Regions from separate parts of the Mus musculus genome. Here region 2 is linked to region 1. A link is a contact called in public HiChIP or PLAC-seq data. All regions are on one chromosome and are shown on one strand. The core of a region is the stretch at or near the end of the contact, and the rest is flanking DNA. Distances in the headings are between cores, read along the strand shown. Region 1 overlaps Itga11 (integrin alpha 11). Region 2 overlaps Gm35658 (a long non-coding RNA gene).

Evidence for each region. HiChIP or PLAC-seq counts read pairs in DNA pulled down with a chosen protein or histone mark.
Region 2: an HNF4G HiChIP or PLAC-seq map of pancreatic cancer cells shows a contact between it and region 1. The contact joins two enhancer-like sites. A contact is called at or near these places in 4 of 484 Hi-C or Micro-C datasets (the Ba/F3 cell line and embryonic stem cells), 3 of 115 datasets of contacts at active chromatin or transcription factors (bone marrow-derived macrophages, pancreatic cancer cells and stem cell-derived neural progenitor cells) and 1 of 9 other capture datasets (embryonic stem cells).

What each region holds. Positions count from the first base shown.
Region 1 is chr9:62,773,878-62,780,481 of GRCm38.p6, reverse strand. It overlaps Itga11 (integrin alpha 11), which reads right to left. Exons shown (of 30, transcript NM_176922.5): 25 at 6,292-6,405; 26 at 6,098-6,184; 27 at 3,759-3,869; 28 at 3,533-3,628. Among named protein-coding and RNA genes, the nearest start is that of Fem1b, 34 kb to the left of the region's middle. Within about 2 kb of position 2,826, at least 45 of the 459 cell types and tissues checked have an H3K27ac peak or open chromatin away from gene starts, as enhancers often do. A contact at or near this core is called in pancreatic cancer cells, where this site is marked.
Region 2 is chr9:63,106,503-63,113,106 of GRCm38.p6, reverse strand. Gm35658 (a long non-coding RNA gene) reads right to left here. Exons shown (of 3, transcript XR_870837.2): 3 at 4,874-6,604. Among named protein-coding and RNA genes, the nearest start is that of Gm35658, 16 kb to the right of the region's middle. Within about 2 kb of position 3,771, at least 200 of the 459 cell types and tissues checked have an H3K27ac peak or open chromatin away from gene starts, as enhancers often do. A contact at or near this core is called in pancreatic cancer cells, where this site is marked.

The DNA.
Region 1 (6,604 bases), core at 1,577-4,076:
AGCTGTACACCAAGCCCTCGACTTGCTTTTAAACTTAGGTGAAGAAAAAAAATGGGCACAGTGGTACATGACTTTAACCCCAGCACTTGGGAGTAGAGGCAGGTACATCTGTGGGCTCTAGGCCAGTGTGGTGTTTACATAGTGAATTCCAGGATAGCCAGGACTACAAAGAAACTGACTCAAAAACAAAACAAAAACAAAACAAAATATAGTGAATTCCAAGACAGCTAGGACTACAAAAAAACCTGATTCAGAAAGAAAGGGAGAGAGAGAGAGATGAGAGAGAGAGAGAGAGAGAGAGAGAGATGAGAGAGAGATGAGAGAGAGATGAGAGAGAGATGAGAGAGAGAAAGAGGAGAGGGTAGAGGATAGAGGGGTGAGGAGAGAGGAGAGAGAGAAAGAAAAGGAGACAGGAGGCTGGAGAGATGGTGTGCGTACTGCCTAGGACCCGCTTTGGGCAGGTCATAGGCACTTGTATCTCCAGCTCCAGGGCATCTGATACCCTCTTCTAACTTCTGCAAGCACCTTCCCACATGTGTGTACACACACACACATTTTTAAACAATAAAATAAATGTTTTTTAAAAAGAAAATAAATAGCTGGGCGTGGTGGCACACGCCTTTAATCCCAACACTTGAGAGGCAGAGGCAGGCAGATTTCTGAGTTCGAGGCCAGCCTGGTCTACAAAGTGAGGTCCAGGACAGCCAGGGCTACAGAGAAACCCTGTCTTGAAAAACCAAAAAAAACAAAAAACAAAAAACAACAACAAAACAAAACAAAACAAACAAACAACAAAAAAACAAAAAACAAACAAACAAACAAAAAACCATAGTTCAGCCTGGGTTATTTCTGTTCCTCTTCAGACTTTTTTCTTTCCAAATGAAGGATGACCTCGGTGCTGTGGGACCCACTCGTGACCCCGTGAACGTGCCCCACCAGGTGGCCTTCACTATGCTCTCGACCTCGCTCTCACTTCTGTCTTCCTCTGCACTCCAGGTTCTGGATCATCCAGCTGTTCACCTGACTGTGACCCCCTCACCTCCAGACCTGTTTCCACCACGGCTTCCTTAGCAGCCCGTGGTGACACTCTTTATGCCAGCTTGCCATCCTTTTACATCCAATGGCGCCCATCAGCAAACCATCTCATTCTACTCCAGAAACCCCTAGAACGTGGCCAGCCCTCCTGCCTCCTGGCTCTGGTCCTGTCATCTTTTGCTGGAGTCTGCATCAGCCTCCCTACCTCAGTCTCACCCCCACCGCCTGTCCTCAGCTTGCAGTATGAGGAACACTTTCCCTCGGATGACAGAGCGGCGGTCCCTGCTCAGAACATCACATCTTCTCATGGCATTTGGAGGGCAGTGGTCCTTCTCGCCTTGCTGACCGCATCCGCTGCCCCTCACTCTGCTCCCGCTTTCCGTGCTACCACGGGGCTGTTCTCTCTGCCCTTGAGTGACCGACTCCCCCAGATACCTACACGTGCTCCCCAACCTCCCTGTGTGGAACTCAACTGAGCAAACTGTGTTCACTCCATCTGAATTTCACTCTTGAGTGCGGATTTCTTTCTGGGAAAGAAGCCAGAAAACAAAACAGAACACTGCCAGGGGTGGCCTGAGTTGAGTGGGGCTTCTCAGCTTGGCCCCCTGCTCTGTCTCCAGAGCATGGAGTGAGGCAGAAACAGCCACAGCAGCTAGCTGGGTGGTGGACCATTCACATTACTCCCTAGGCAACTCTGGGCAGGTCACTACTCAGGCCTCACCTCACACAGTCTCAGCTTTCCCTCTGAGACAGAGGCAGGGGTTAAGCCTTCGAGGTGTGCGGTGGGTCTGCTTGCGTGTGCACAGGGCTCAACCCTTCCATGGTTTCTGCTTCATCCCCAAAGGCTGGGTGGGCCTTTGTGCTGCCTTCCTTGCCCACTGACCTAGCCATGCTGGGCACTATATAACCTACTACAAGTGACACGCTCAGTACAATAGGATTTTTTTTTTTTTGAGGGCATCTTGGGCTAGGAAGAAAGTTCACCTAAGAGATAACCAGGTGGTGGTGGTGGCGCATGCCTTTATTCCCAGCACTGGGGAGACAGAGGCAGGAGGATCCCTGAGTTTGAGACCATCCTGGTCTACAGAGTGAGTTCTGGGACAGCCAAGGCTATACAGAAACCCTGTCTCAAAAACTAGAAAACTAAACAAAACAGAGATACTCATGGGGGGGGGGGAGGGATGGTTAACGGGGGAGGGGCTTCCTGACACTTGACACATCTTTGAAGAATTACTACCCAGGGCCATCTCCAGAAACGGCTCCCTGGCCACTCTGTCCATCTGCTTCCCTCAGCATGGCCGCACTTCCTGACTTCTCCCATGCTTGGTTACTACTGTGTTCAACTGCTTATGAATCTGCCGCCCAGGCTGGGGGCTGGGGAAAGGGATGGACCCCCATCCCATGCAGAATGAAGAAACACATGGTTGAAAGGAGGTAGCTGGTGCCCTTTCCCTCAGAGGGGCAGAGGTGTCAGGAGATTCAAGGCTTAGGCTGGGGCCCCAGGGTGGGACAGACCACCAGGATGTGGGGCTAACCCTCAGTTACCACAGTTCTTAGGAGAATCCCTGAGAACTGCTTCTGGGCCTTGACCCGTGATGTTCTATGCCTGGAAGGGTGCAATTACCGAAACAGCCTGATGGTGTCCCTTTGCCAAGCCTGCCTTTTTCCCCTCTTCTCCTTTATGCCTGTTTGTTTAACCCAGCATCTCCTGAGGTGTATAGGTGAGTGGCCAGAGCCTACAGCTCAACCAGCACTTCTGAGATATGAACAGTAGGGGGCAGCAAAGCCCTACTCCCAGCTGCCCCGTTTACACAAGCCCTAATTGTTCTCTAAGACCCGACTTGTTTAGGACAGTAGCTATCTCTCAAAGCCTCACCTCTTTTTCTCTGTCTGGAAGTCAAGGTAATGCTGGCCTATGTGGTTTTGTCTAGTTAAAAAAGAGCCCAGCACGGAGCCCTCTAAATCCTGCCCTCACCCTTACCACACCCATTGCTGCTTGCACTCCTTTAGAGCTGAGTCTCTAGGCAAGGGAGGGATGCAAGTTCAGGCTCCACCAGCAAGCCCAAGACAACTTCACTGTGGGGCAGCCAATCAGGGAGCCACCCTTTAGGTTCATGGGTGTGGGTGTGTGGTCTCAGTATCCTCTGTGTGAAACTCTGTGAGACACACAGGCGTCTCTTTATTTTTTCCCACAGCACAGAGCCTAGCACGCTGAGGTACCACGCCAATGCTTGAGTCTGGTCTCTTGCCAGTCTGCTCTGCGTGTGTGTGTGTGTGTGTGGTGTGTATATGTATGTGTGTGTGTTTGCACGAGTGCTTTTTTTTTTTTTCTTTTGATAGTCTTTCACTGACCTGGAGCTAGGCTAGCTAGTGAAAAAGACCAAGGATTTGTCTTCATTTCCTGAATGCTAGGATTACATCCTAGCATTTCCTGAATGCTACACCTGTCGTCCCCCCCCATTCCCCCCCTCCCGGTTTTGGACTCCCTGGAGCTCACCTGGCGGCTAGGGTCTTCCTCTCGGAAGATGAAGGGGCTGTGGAACTGCCTCTGCAAGGCGGCGTTGACTGTGATCTTCAGAGACCTGTACTTGAGCTGTAAGACCAGGGCCTTCTTCAGAGCCGGCTCTGGGAGCCTCTGTTCCCTCTCAGGCAGCCCCAGGTTGGAGACTCCCCCCACAGCCACCTCCTCCCTTCCTTCCAGTCCTGCTGAGGGTCTAACTTACTGCTTTCAGAGATGTCAGCCACAGGTTTCCCACCAGGTAGAAGCTGGTCTCCTGGCTGGGGGCCAGCCTCAGGTTGCAGATGATGGAGACCACGTCGGAGTTGCTGTGATTCTGGAAGAGAGTTGTCGGGATGGGCGGGGGCTGGAGGCCAGTGGCCTAGAATGTGAGCTTGGGCCATCAGACAGGCCTGAGGCTGGACCAACTGGGAAAGGGAAGCCGACCCGAGGCTGGACCATCTGGGAAGCAGATGGCTGGGACAAGGATAGAGGTATGTGGGGACACGAGGGACACCGAGAATACAAAGCAAGGAGGCCAGATTTGAAGTTGTGTATAACGACCAGTGTCCCAGGATCAGAACCTCCACTCAACACTGAGGACTTGGAAATCACCATATAAACAAGCTAAACGATAACTAAATGACAGTGCAGTAAGTCACAATAGATAGAGAAAAGTATTGCAGGCAATCAAACTTCCGGAGAGTGTCCCAATCAATCAATCAATCAATCATGTGTACACACATGCACATACCCAGAGCAAGTGTCATATTCAGGATCAAGACAATTCCAACCTCTCTCTCTCACACACACACACACACCTGCCATCAATTCTGTTTCTACTGCCCTGGTGGCCAGAGCCAGGGTAACATGTCAGGAAAAACAACTTGTTTTGGAGTGTTTGGAAAAAGTGGCAGAGACAGATGGAAAAGTGCATAAATCTTCATCTTGGAGCATCTGAACTTTATTAAGGTAAAATTATTTTTGAGGTAGTCTTGTGCCCTCCCAACTCTACCCAAATCATGGGTGAAGTGCAGCAGGTTTCAAAATACTGTGTGGGGCTGCCAGGATTGCTCAGTGGGCAAAGGTACTTGTAACCCGGATGCCACCAAGTCTGATGACCTGAGTTTGAACCCTGAGAACTCAGATGATGGAAGAAGTAACTCCTGCAAGTTGACCTCTGACCTCCACATGGCTGCCATAGCACCTGCACACACACACACACACACACACACACACACACACACAAGAATGCATGTGAAAAAATTTTAAGTGCTTCATGTTTGTTTGGAGAAATGAGAGCTGACTCACTGAACAAAGCTGCTGGGCACACGTAGGAATTCAAAACGTTTCTTTTTCTCTCCCTCCCCCTCCCCCATGCACAGGCTATGCCTGTTTTGTCCAGCTGATCCTCCTGGCTGAGCCTACCCAGTACATACTGTTTATGTGGTGTTAGGGATCGGACCCAGGACTCCATGTATCACATTTCGCTTAATAAATTATTTTTTAAGTGTTTTTTTTTATACTGGGCAGTGGTGGTGCACACTTTTTAATACCAGCACTCTGAAGGCAGAGGCAGGCAGATCTCTGTGAGTTCGAGGCCAGCCTGGTCTATAGAGTGAGTTCCAGGACAGCTTGAGCTATCCAGTGAGACCCTGTCTCAAAAAATGTTTTTCACTAAGCATATATTATCTATACATTACATTGGGTCTCATTGTGACCTGTACATGCATGTGTATATTATATTTGGGTCATATTCATTACCCTCTCCTGCCCTCTTTTTAGTTTTTTTTTTTAAAGATTTATTTATTTATTTTATGTACACGAGTACAATTATAGCTGTCTTCAGACACACCAGAAGAGGGCATCAGATCCCATTACAGATGGTTGTGAGTCACCATGTGGTTGCTGGGAATTGAACTCAGGACCTCTGGAAGAGCAGTCGGAGCTCTTAATCACCGAGCCATCTCTCCAGCCTCCTCTCTTCTTGCCCTCTTTTTTTTTTTTTTTTTTTTTTTTTTTTTTTTTTTTTTTTTTTTCCAAGACAGGGTTTCTCTGTATAGCCCTGGCTGTCCTGGAACTTACTTTGTAGACCAGGCTGGCCTCGAACTCAGAAATCCGCCTACCTCTGCCTCCCAAGTGCTGGGATTAAAGGTGTGAGCCACCACCGCCCGGCTCCTCTCTTGCCCTCTTAAGACTCCTGTTAACCCCTCTTTCCAACTCCAGATCAATAAGCTATTTTTAAGTTACATTTTAAAAATGTTTGTATGTGTGAGAGAGACAAACCAAGACAGAGAAAGAGACAGAGACAGAGACAGAGATAGACACACATGCACACCCCCACTCCCCCTGAGAGAGAGAGAGAGAGAGAGAGAGAGAGAGAGAGAACCAGGGATGGAACTCAAGTGGCCATCTTGGTGGCACAGTCCTTTACACCATGGACCATCTCACTGATGGCCACTCCTTAATCAACTCTTATTGATAGACACTTGGCCAAGAGAGAGGCCCCTGGAATGGGGAGGCACTCTAACCACATCCCTTGGCTCTTGGCTTAGAGACACTCACCCTCTGTGGGGCATGGCTCAGATCTTCCTCAGTTGGGGTACTCCTGTACTCTGTGCTGTTCCCCCAGATGTTACAGGATGTGTTGCCCTGCATGGGAGGCACACACATATGCACAATTCTGAGTCTCACTCGCAGCTCCCCCTTTCTTCCTCCACCCAGACGGGTCAGCACCCAGAATGTGGGAACACAGCTACCTGGTCGGTGAAGAAGTCCCTCAACATCAGCAGGCGGTTGCCACCCCTGGTGGCGATGGGCACAGTGATCTTCATCATCACCCCGTGGATGGGGAAAAAGCCCAGGTTCTGCACCTGCAGCAGGAGGAGTGAACAGTGTAGCAGTCGAGGAATAGGGACAGCGGAGCCTGCAGGAGCCAGTCAGCTCTGAGGACAGGCCTCAGCAGGCCCTGGGTGCTTGGAAGCAAGACAGTACCGAAAGATGGGCTCTGAGACCCTGGAGTATGATCAATGGGTAATGAGCCTGGAGATCAATGACTTCTATGACTACAGA
Region 2 (6,604 bases), core at 2,522-5,021, 330 kb before region 1:
GGTTGGATTATATAAATGTAAACAGTTCAATATTAAAGCTATGGGAGACTATAAATGCAAACTAAGTCCCTTGTCTGTCCCTGTCCTCAAACCATTTATGATTTCTTCTAGGAAGCAGCTGTGGCTAGTTTCCTGTGTATTCTTCTAGGGATATTCTACACATCACACACACACACACACACACACACACACACACACACACACACGGTGACAAGTTCTCCTGACTTAGCCAAGTAGGATCTGCCTGCTAAGAAATCTGAAGGTAGGTATTCAAGGTGAGAGCAGCCACAGCCATGACACCTTTCGTGCTGACTCTGGCCTGCTGGCTAATTATGCCTGTTGGTCACAGGTGGCCTGCTCTGCAGTCACCCTCACACTTGAAGTTCAGAAAAGAAAAAGCAGGAAGGTCAAGGGCAAGAATGACTGGGCTGAGACACAAGGGTTCTCAGGTGTCTCCTGCTGTCTCCTATTTACATCCAGTGACCACAATGGCGTCATGGGGCCAGATGGAGAGGGCTGGGGAAGTGGAGTATTTTATCTGGACTCACTGCTTCTCCAAACAACATTTTTCTGGTAAAGAGTAACAGTAAATACATGCACACTCCATTTACCCGTTTTATTTCTTGAAGTGCACACCTCCAATGTCAGTTAGATCTCCTTACTTCCCTTTATATTTAATCAAATGAGAACATGGTGCCTATTTTTGTGGTACAGATTTATTTATTTATTTATTTATTTATTTATTTATTTATTGTGACAAGGTTTCTCTGTGTCACCCTGGCTGGCATGGAACTCACTCTGTAGAGCAGGCTGGCTTTGAACTCAGAGATCTGCCTGCCTCTGTCTCCTGAGTGATGGGATTAAAGGCCCGCCCACACCACCACCACCACCCAGCTTGTTTCCAATTTTCTAAATGCATGTTATTGTTTTTGAAGCTGGACACAAAGCCACCCAGACTAAAACTGCATTTCCAAGCATGCTTTCAGTTAGGTGTGAGGCCATGTGGCTGAGCTCTGGCCTGGGGGGGTCCAGAGGAAAGGAAGGTGATACCCATATCCCTGTAAAGTGCACTGTGTGCCTTCCTCTCCCTCCACAGAAGTCTACATCAATGGGACTCACTTCGTTTCTGAACTCAGTAGCTTTTTCTCCTTAAATAAAACGCAGAACCTCAGCTCTGATAGCGCTCTTTCCACAAATGACACCACCATTGGCCTTTTCTTTGTAGTTAAGAGGAGTTGACTCTTTTCCCGCTTCCATGGGCACGAGCACACACACAAATACACACACAGGGGAGGAGGAGAGGGAAAGAGGGAGATTAAAAATTAAATCTTAAAAAGGGGGTTGGGGGGCTGGTGAGATGGCTCAGTGGGTAAGAGCACCCGACTGCTCTTCCAAAGGTCTGGAGTTCAAATCCCAGCAACCACATGGTGGCTCACAACCATCTGTAACGAGATCTGACGCCCTCTTCTGGAGTGTCTGAAGACAGCTACAGTGTACTTACATATAATAAATAAATAATAATTTAAAAAAGGGGGGGGATTGGGGTGGGGCTTTGAAAAAGTGTGAGTGGCCCCAAGTAAGCACCAAGATTCATCAAATACTCACAATCCGATCACCATAAGTCTATACGTTTCTTTTATTTTTCCCAGTGCAGGACCAGTTTCATCAAAACATCAGTAGACTTCACACTTACAGGAAGAAGATGGACATGAGTGACTACTCATGGCTTCTCAGTCCTGTGACAGAGGATGGTAAATGCACCTGTGACAACACACAAGTGCGCCTTGACATCAACCTCCCATTTGTTTATAATGAAGGGCAGCTGACCCACAGCCACCTCTGCCTTCTGCATGCAGTCTGCGTGCGTGTGTGTGTGTGTGTGTGTGTGTGTGTGTGTGTGTGTGTGTCTGTGTGTCTGTGTGTCTGTGTGTCTGTGTGTCTGTGTGTGCGCGCGCACTCTCGAGCGTGCAGGAGCGAGCAGGAGTTCCACAGGCACAGTGCAGGAGGTAGCTGAACTCCAGGAGAGACTCCACAGTGGGTGTGACATGTTACCTGCTGCTCATTACACCCTCACAGCTTGAAAGCTCCTTGAATTACCCAAGTTGGCTCCTGTCCTTCAAGGCTAGCCTGTACCATCAGCCACTGGAGGAGGCCACATTCTTAGGAAATACAATAAAAGGAAGCAGTCAGTCTGGGGGATGTAGCCAGGTGAAAAAGCATGCTTGCATGATTTAACATGCAAGATCCTGGCCTTACACACACACCCTTGCATGCACACACATACGCAGGAAGTATTAAGAGGTATTTTGAGAATGGTAGGTCTGAGATGGTGATAAGCACCATTCCTTAGTAAGAAGTATTAGTAACAATCCCTCCCTTAGAAAGGGCTGTGTGTACAGCACTGTCTCTCTCGGCTTCTCTTTACTTACTCATTTGGATTTCTTTTCTTCCTTTCTTTTCTTTTTCTTTTTTTTTTCCTTTTCTTCCTTTCTTTTTTTTTTTTTTTTTTTTTTTTTTTTTAGATCCTTTGAGTACCTCTGGTTGACCTGGAGATCACAGTGATTGGCATGCATTTATTTTCAAGTGCTGGGAGGCCTGCTTCATTTACTTTTGATTTTTATAAAAGTGCATATATTTTCCATTATGGTGGTGCATGCAGCTCTTGGGATGCATAATCAGGCAGACCTCCGAGTTTCAGGCCACCCTGCCCTACATAGCAAGTCCTAGGACAGCCAGTCTATACCGTGAGACTTTCTCAAAAGTAAATATAGAAAGAAAGGAAGGGAGGAAGGGAGGAAGGAAGGGAGGAAGGAGACTGTTAACGTGTGTGGAGGTCTGCGGACATGCAAGGATCACTTCTCTCCTCCCATCATGGGTTCCTGGGATGGAACTCAGGTCCTAAGGTTTATACCTGCTAAGCGTCCACATACAAACTTTTCATATTTTTGAGACAAATTCTCACTTTATAATTCAGGCTGGTTTTAGACTTAACTGTATAGCCCAGGCTAGACTCCAACATGCATTCCCCCTGCCTCAGCATCCTGAATGCTGAGATTACAGGCATGCACCACCACACCCAGCCTGAAATGACTGAATAAGTATATTTATCTGAATTTGAAGGGCCTCCAGGAACCAGCAGTAGGAAGGCAGTATTTGCATTTTAAGAGCTGGAAAGCCTCCAGCTGACTGCTTGCGTTTATGTCTGGATGGCCCGGCCACTTGGGAACTGTGCCATTCCACAAGTGACTTACCTGTTCTTAGCTTCTCTGCCTTCATCTTTAAAGTGAAAATAATAGTACACATTTTATTACTGGGAGGAGGCTGGGCCAGCCTTTCAGTGACCAGAGCATCTGTGATGTTCAAAGGGTGTGGGCAGCCAGGGAGAATTATCCAACTAATAGTATAATTACCTTATTACGTTAACAGTATCACTTCAAAGGGATATTGGGAGGAAGGTACACGCAGAGGAACACGGCAGAGGCCGGTAGTGCGTGCTGTCAACATTATTCAGGTCCCTATTTTGCAAATGAGGAAATCAAACCCCTGATGCAGAACATGAAGCTAGTGGGTGGCAGGGCTGGCCCTGAAGTCCAGGCGGGTCCAGTATCCTCCAGCTGCCCAGCTGGGATGCAGACAACCCCCGCCCCCGCCAGAAGGCACCCTGGGAACGGAAAGCTGGCCGCCCTCCAAGTCCTAGGGCGCCCTGGAGCTGAGTCCTGCTGCCCCTCCCCCACTCGGGAACAAAGTGCACTTCTGCAGTTGGGGGAACATTCCAGCAAACCGAAAGCACTGCGGGGATGACCCAGCGGCTGCTTCCCGCAAAGGGGCGCGAGAACATCGTGGGCCCTAGACCGGCCTTCGGGGACCGCCCGCACCGGCCGGGGTGTGCACCCGCAGTTGCACGCAAGGAATCCTCTGTCGGGTTAGTGATGCTTGGCCAGGACAGGCGTCCCGCCAAGCAAGCGCACAGCTCGCTCCTGCTCTCCCTGCCGCCCCTAGCTCTTCCTGTTCTGGAAAATAAGGACAAGGAGAGCCTGCAGAGTGAGCTCCTGTGATCCCACAGTAGACCATAGCCTTTCGTTTTGGTTGTACGCCCCCCATCCCCATACTTTGCCCAGTATTTGCACGCATGGCCACATGGATTAACAATGGGGTCCCACCATTGTACAGTTGATATTTAACCCACTTTTCAGAGCAGTTTTAGGTTAACAGAAACTTGTAGGATACCCTTTCGGGCCTCTTTCCCAGCATCCCCAGCTCCTCTGGTTTGGCTTTTTGCTTTTCTAACCCTGGATCCACAGAATCTCTGCATTTCTATTCACTACTCGGTTGAAGGGCCGATCTGTACTGAAAAGTCATCAGCTTTTGGCAAAGGCAGCCGTCACTGCAGAATCCTGCTCCCCCTTCAGCCTGTGCTGGTTAATGTTAATTGTCAACTTGGTAAGCTCTGGAGTTACCCCAAGATGGGCCTCTGGCCATGCCTGTGGGGACTTATCTTGACTTTTTTTTTTTTTTTTTTGGTTTTTGAGACAGGGTTTCTCTGTGTAGCCCTGGCTGTCCTTGAACTCACTTTGTAGACCAGGCTGGCCTCGAACTCAGAAATCCTCCTGCCTCTGCCTCCCGAGTGCTGGGATTAAAGGCGTGTGCCACCACGCCCAGCTATCTTGACTTTTTTTTAATGGAGGTGGGAAGACTCACCCACTGTGGACAGAATCATTCCTGGCGCTAGGATCTTGGACCAAGTACATGGAGAGCCAGAGCTGGGCAGCAGATGAGTTGACTTCTCCACCTTGAACTGTGGCAAAAATGCACCCTTTCCCTCTCAAATTGCTTTCGTCAGGGAGAAAAATAAGACACAGCCCCAGAGCAGCACTGTAGTTTTCTGGTTTTGTCTGTTTTTATTTCTTTATGTTTTCATCTCTATGTTTTTGTTTATTCCACAGTGCCCTTTGTGAATTTTTCAGAATGGCTTCCTTCACTAAGTAGTATGTTCTTAAGTTTCTTTCATGTTTTTGTTTTTGTTTTTATAGCTGAGAGCTCATTTATTAAGTCTGCTTAATTATATCCCATGGTATTGTTGAACTGTTGAACTTCAGTTTACTAATTCACCTTTTGAATTGTCTACAACTGTTGAAAATTATGGTATCTTTGTTAATTTTGATTTTTTTTTTTTTTTACTAAATTTATGTGCTAATTTTTATGTCAAGCTGACACAGGCTAGAGTAATTTTGGTAGTGGGAACCTCAAAAGAGAGAATACCTCCACCAGGTTGACTAATAGACTCATTCTATGGCGCATTCTCTTGATTGATGGTTTATATGAGTGGACCCAGCCATTGTGGATGGTGGCACCTGCGGGCTGATGATCCTGGATGTGGTAAGAAAGTCGCAAGGGGCAAGCCAGTGATTAGTGGCCCTCCATGGCCTCTGTATCAGCTCCTGCCTCCATGGTCCTGCTCAATTTTGAGTTCCTGCCCTGACTTCTCTGTGATGGACTGATGTGGAAGTGTAAGCTGAAATAAATTCTTTCCTTCCACGTTGCCTTTGGTCATGGTGTTTCATCACAGAAATTGGAACCCTAAGAATAATTAATTAATGAATTTCCTGTGAGGGAAAGGTGTGGATGTACCATTACTGTGTGTGTAGAGGTTAGAGAACAGCTTGCAGGGGGAGCTTTTACCTTCTACCCTGTATAGAACACAGGCTTAGTCGCAAGCATCTTTTCCTGCCAAGCCATCTTGCTGTCCATTTTGACAATCATGAATGAAACTTTTTGTTGTTTTGGGAAAGGGTCTTTTGTTGTTTTGGCTAAGGCTGGTCTTGAACTTCCTGCGTAGTTGGACTTTGAACTTCTGATCTCTTGCCTCCACCACCTAAGGTCTAGAGTTTCTGGAGTTTGCCACTATGCCATGCCTGGTTTATGTGGTGCTGGGGACTAAGAGAGGGCTTCGTGTATGCTAGAGAAGAGTTCTACTAACAGAGCCCCATCCTCAGCTACAACTATGAATGAAATGTCTACAAACATTGTATGTGGACATTTATGTTCATGTGTGCCAGCTTGTTCCTTTTGATTATGCTCTGAATGGCTGGCAGCCGTCTACAGATCCATGTCATTGTGTTAACTCCTTCATAAGACACTGTCATGCCTTCTTTATTGTCAACTGTTGAAACAGCCTTTCTTGTCATTTGTGGTGGGGTGGTTTGAATGAGAATGGTCCCCCATAGGCTCAAATATTTAGATGCTTAATCCACAGTTCATGGAACTGTTTGGAAAGGACTAGGAGGTGTGGCCTGGGGCTGGAGACACTAAGAGCTCTTCCTGAGGACCTGAGTTCAAGTCCCAGCACCCACTTCAGGTGGTTTGCAACTGTCTGCACCCCAGCTCCAGGGGCAGTCTCATACCTATAACCTCTGTGAGCATTTGCATCCATGTGCAATGCCACCACCACCACACACACATGTAGTTAAAATAATGTAAGTGAATCTTAAAAAAAAAAAGAAGAGGGAGGAGGAGGTGTGGCCTTGGTGGAGGTGTATTGCTGGAGGTGGATTTTGAGTTTGAAAAAGCTTTGACCAGGCCCAGTTATCTGCCTTTCTGCCTCAGG